2 separate regions of the Gadus morhua genome follow, and region 2 is linked to region 1. Evidence: chromatin contacts called from public Hi-C data. All regions are on one chromosome and are shown on one strand. Each heading gives the region's core, a stretch centred on a gene start, on an enhancer-like site or on the middle of the called end of the contact. The rest is flanking DNA. Distances are from core to core; before and after follow the strand shown.

Region 1 (2,700 bases), core at 13-2,512:
CTGGAGCTAATACTGCTAAGCGGACCTGTTCCGAGGCGAGCCCCGGACGAGCCGCTGGGGCTACATGCTATGTGGTGTCACTGTGCTGGATCATGGTCTTTGCAGAGCTAGCTTTCGTGTTTCTGGAGGTTTTTAAAAAAGGCCTGCTGGTCCGATTTTGTGTTGTCATGGCTGTTGGGAAACGCAGCGCTGGCCTCGGCTGGAGGGAGTTAGACCTGATGTTAGACACGATGTTAGACATGATGTTAGACACGATGCATGGGCTGGTTCTGCTGCGGTCACAAGTTCGGTTTGGTCTGCACACTGGTGGTCTGATAATGTGTTATCTGTTTTAAAAAAGGCCAGGCCACATGGGGACACGGCTCAACTAAGTAAACACATATTCTGCAGCCAAACTGCTGTACGGCGATTATAATACATAAATAAATGTTGACAGAAAATTGACCTAGAAAAAAATCAATTACACAGATGTGTCATCCGTGCAGGAACATATGTAGGGCATGCGAGAGCGATCATGATTGGGTTGTGAAAGTGGTGCAATAGTTGTATCTAATTGTAAAAGGACTACATTCTGATATGTACTAATACATAGACTCGGATCCAATAAGAAACATCAGCTTTAATGTTCACCATATCATTGTAATTCATATGCCATCTGCTTCTTTCTCAAGGTCTGAGTCTAGAATATTCCACTGTTACTGATGTATTTCTGCTCTTAAGGGATGCACACTTAAACATTATTAGATCATCTGATAATCCCAACTACACCTGACATAATTCCTTATCTCTTTAAAAGAGTGGCCAGCAAGCAGAATGTTGGATTTAATATGCAATCTCCAACGGATAACGAAAACTGAGCTAAACTGTCCGTCAGACAAGGAGACCTGGAGTCTGTTGAATTCAGATGTCAATTCGGTTAACAGCTTAATGGAAAATTGAATTCAGTTGAACCCAAAAAGTGAAAGGTAACTGATATGCCCCCTAAGTAGGTACAGATCATATTACTTACTTTCAGATTCTTGTTGGAATGTGTAGAGGCTAATTATATATTTGCTCAAACCAACACATTTGTTCAAACCGAGGTGCAATCATTAAGTATGATTGTAATGATAACGTTCCACTAAGCCTATACTCAAAAGACCTTACATGTTAAGGTTCAGTTAGGACAGGCTGCTGAAAGACTGTCAGTGTGGAATGGTCTCCCAGATTTGCAGTGTCTGCCTCTGATTCCTATTGGCCGGCTCCAGACGTGGGAGGGCCTTAAGGGAGGCGGGCAGACAGGCAGGAAGGGGTCGGCTGGAAATGTTTCTGCCTATGGTTTCTGCTAGACAGTTGAGCAGACACTACTTTTCCTTTACGGTCCGTGGAACTAAGCCGTTGTGGGGGCAGTGGGAATAAGGTAAATATGCTCTTGTTTGGATCAACGGCGTACTGGGAAAGGACTGGGTAACTACCCACAACACGTTGGCTGAGATTCCAGAGGAACGTGCAGCATTTGAGTGGGTAGTTTCCCTTGCTCCGTTTCCTGACTTGTGCCCAAAGGAATTTGCTTTATAATGCTTTTAAATACCATGCCTTAAAAGCTGAGAGGAGGTTATGGCTCTGGACGTATGTTAAGTGGAGGGGGGAGTGGACGCAGGGTTCGAGTTGCTGAAGGTCCTAAGTTAAAGAGTTCTCCTTTTGTATGAGCGCTTTCATTTTGGAGAAGTGCACTCTTTTTTTTTCTTTCTGCTTGCGCTGCGACTTCCTGTGTGTTCCAATACTAAGTGTGTGTGTCCTGTTCCCAGGTCACCCGAGTCCATACTCTTAGCAGTGATTCCCTTGTTTGGTAGGCATGGGCTATATAGACTCGGTAGATACTGGTCGCTTAACCATTAAGCAGGGGGTGAGCTTGTGGAACCAACATGTGGTATTGACATGATCTTTCTATTGCATACGTTATTCACGTGAGAAAGCACACATTAGAGCCCTTTACTCTACGTGTGTATAGGGTGGCTTCTTGTGTTGTCTGACATGTTTAAATACCAACATGGTGGTTCTGTTTGAATATTTAATACATTCTTACTCTTAAACAATGCGTTTATACAATGTATTCTCCCGTTTTCGTGCCATGCTGAGATTCAATCTGAATGAGAGGCATGTCACGAGTGTATTCCTCTGCCATGGCACAGTAAAGGTGACCCAGTTAAATTGAGTCCATCAGAGATGTTCCAGAGCGAAATGTAGGCTAATCAACTACCCAATCCAACCCTGTACGGTGGCGGCGGGGCCGATGCGGCCAGTTCACAGCCATGAAGAGACTCTGATGGCCGTGTTTCTTTGACGAAAAGCAGTGAATGCGACTACAGGCGTATTTAGATTGGCTTTTGAACGGACAGCGGAGTCATTTCGTAATTTCAACCATGCACCTTTCGTAGCGTAAAGGCCATTGGGCTTATCCTGCAACCACTTCCCTTTCGAAACTCTTTACAATAAACGGATCATCTGTTGCCTGATGGGCTCTTTGATGACATTGTTCTTTGCTTCCTGTTATACCCAGACCCACTGCTGTAGCCGCTACCAGCCCCGAGCCCCTTATCTGGCCCACAGAGGAGTGTTACACGCAGGCCCTTCTAGATGTGGCTGGGGCCACATGGTAGCCAATGTGGAGCAGCCTCTGATCAGGGTGTACTGCTTTACCTGATCTCGGTGTAACCTATT
Region 2 (2,700 bases), core at 1-2,500, 140 kb before region 1:
TTTGAGATCGGAGTGGGCGTGTTCATCGGCTGGGCAGGCTCCACCCTATTGGTCGTCGGAGGTCTGCTGATCAGCATCTTCTCTGGGATGGAGGGATGCCAGTCGAGGTACAGTGAAGGCCCACAGTCGAACACATGGCTCCTCTCGTTCAACCCGTAGACTAGTTCATGTTATCAGCGTTATGAGCTGGCAGTGTAGGTTATAAGAGTACACAGTTGCTCAAGTATTTCTAAAGTTCAGATTACAAGGGCACATATCTTCTGGTGTCTACACGTCCTTTAGACTCAAACTGTTCTTCAATCTTTCTTTGTTTTATAGCACCTAAGGAATAGTTACCAGCCCCTACAGCTCACTCCTGTTATTGTTTAGTCGCTGGTCAGGTCCTATTTCCAAAGTGTTATACAATATCGGCAAAGGTGTCTGCTCTATCTCCCCTTCCCTTATACTGACGAGGACTGAAGCATTACCTAAACCTTTGCCTCAATCGTACCTTCCCTCATATCTCAGTGTATTCAACCTGGATAGATAAAGGTTTCGTTCAGCCCAGAACGGTACGTCTAACACCAACTACACCCCCATACAGCTCCAAGGCCAAAGGTGTCCCTGACTACAGCGTCCCTGTGGACTACAGAGCTATCTCGGGCAAGGGGACCTACATCTCGTCTATAGGCTCAGCGGGGGACCTGGGGGGGAAGTCCTCCCAGGGTAGCAGTGAAGGAGGCAGGGCCAGCAAAGCCTCCTCTGTTACCAGGAGCAGCAAGACGTACTCCTCCAACGCCTATGTGTGACCAGGAGATGAACACAATGTTAAAGTTTGTTTTAGATTGTATTCCGTTGCCTGTGTATTTATTGTATATATCCTGCTCTGTTTTTAGATATCGGCGAATAAAAGTCAAGTAAATAATAAAGAATGTTACTATTATTATTGATGTTGTGTGTACTTATGTATATTAGCCATTGTGTAAAGCCTACTTCGATCCTGCAATCCTACCAATAAAATAATGCCATGTGTAGAATACACTATGATGACATATTACATCATACTTACTACAGCTGTCTTTTCCGGTAGCGATTCTTATTAAATTTCTCTCGAATCCCCTGTGGAGGAAACTATCTTTGTTTATTCAAGTTAATTTGCATCGAAACAACCCAGTGATGTGGCCCCCGTTCTGACAGGGCTGTCGTGGCCCCTCTCCGTTGATCCACGCCTGGGGGGCGGGGCCTCCCGATCGCTCAGCCAATCGGCGCCCCCCACGACCGGCCGTGTGCATTGTGTTGGGTCTTCGATGTCTTGCATAGGGAAGTGGTGCTACCTCAAACCGCTGTAGCTGTCACCCCATGTCACTGTCAGGATCGTTCCTAACCCCAGTTCAACAAGGTGAAAGCTGTGATTAAAGAAGACGAAAAAGAGCAGGAGGAGGAAGAAGAAGAAGGAGATTCTGAATCATGGTCTCCATGAGCTCTATGCAGCACATTCTGACCTACATCCCCTACGCTCTGGTGCTGATCGACCTCCGCTATGAAGGTAGGTGAAGCTTGGTTCTCTGTTGACCCTCTCTGCCTTGGCTCGTTTGGGAAGTTACACTTTGTGTATTTGGGTTTGGATCGTGGTCCCTGTGTTTCAGACCGTCCTGTCTGAACTTGGGGAGCAGCAGGAGACGTGCTAACTCAGGCTAACTCCAGCTAACTCCAGCTAGCTCGCTGTCAGGGTTTCTGCCAGCAGGAAAAATGCTTTTGCTTCTTGGTTTGGAGAACATAGTCTCTTATCCAGGGCTACATTCTCGATGTGTTCTGCTTATTTCTAGGTAGATACGGAATACAGACTTACTGAAGAGGACCTGAGGTCCTGAGGTAGCCGGGTGGATCATTAAACACAAGGCGTACTTCCACTTTCACCTGCTGTTGTGTTGTTGTTCAGTGGTCGGTCGAGTATTACTTTTCAGCTTTGAAGCCAAGGGTGGATCACAAGGGTTCCCTGTGCATCTGACTCAAGTCCTGCTTCTCACTGCTGTTTGTCCCCCAGGAGTGAACTGTGACACGGACGGGAGTGTGGAGAGTCACCTGGCGATGGGGAAGAAGCTCCTGGCGGCGGGACAGCTGGCTGATGCTCTCTCACACTTCCACGCTGCTGTTGGTAAGGGACAACATGCCACCACTCACCTGTTATGAACACTTTAATAGGGCTGGTACAGCAGAATGCATGTCTGGGCGGTACTCATACATATTGATAGGACTCCAGAGAATTGTCCTACCGTTACATCCTTATGTAAAGATGAATAAACTGTAACATGGGCTAGTGAAAGCTTGGTTGTGCCATGTCTTAGATGAAGATTGTACTGGAAATGCTGGGGTAGTTTAAACATCAAGAGTCCCCTAAATAACGGATTATTTCACGGATAAATAAAGAAAGACAGAAAAACCATGACTAAATACATTAAGACTTTCTCTTCTAACATTTGCCCAATGCTCCTATGCTTCCAAAATGGAAACGGTCATTGCAATGTCATGTTGCGGTGTAAAAGCCCTATATGGATACATGCGTCTGTGTGTATGTGGTCCTGTGTATCTTAATCTAGATTCAAATTTCCATGTTTGAGGGTTTGATTCTACTGAGGCCAATAATGTGTGTATTCACAGTACTGTAAGACGCTTTGGAATAAAACGTCCGCCAAACGTGAGCTTGTGACCTTATACTGCTGC

Evidence for each region. Hi-C and Micro-C count contacts between places; a contact is called where the count stands out from the background.
Region 2: a contact with region 1 is called in a Hi-C map of blood, with 7 times the contacts expected there. The contact joins the promoter of dnajc3a here to the promoter of LOC115532901 in region 1. A contact is called at or near these places in 3 of 6 Hi-C or Micro-C datasets (blood, gill and heart).

The regions. Positions count from the first base shown.
Region 1 is chr20:1,865,800-1,868,499 of gadMor3.0, reverse strand. LOC115532901 (muscleblind-like protein 2a) reads left to right here and starts at 1,262. Exons shown (of 12, transcript XM_030342929.1): 1 at 1,262-1,399.
Region 2 is chr20:2,005,826-2,008,525 of gadMor3.0, reverse strand. It overlaps dnajc3a (DnaJ (Hsp40) homolog, subfamily C, member 3a), which reads left to right and starts at 1,250. Exons shown (of 12, transcript XM_030342656.1): 1 at 1,250-1,525; 2 at 2,024-2,134. The coding sequence starts at 1,447. It overlaps LOC115532776 (claudin-10), which reads left to right. Exons shown (of 5, transcript XM_030342657.1): 4 at 1-107; 5 at 584-922. The coding sequence ends at 788. It overlaps LOC115532780 (a long non-coding RNA gene), which reads right to left and starts at 1,200. Exons shown (of 3, transcript XR_003974117.1): 1 at 1,049-1,200; 2 at 657-778.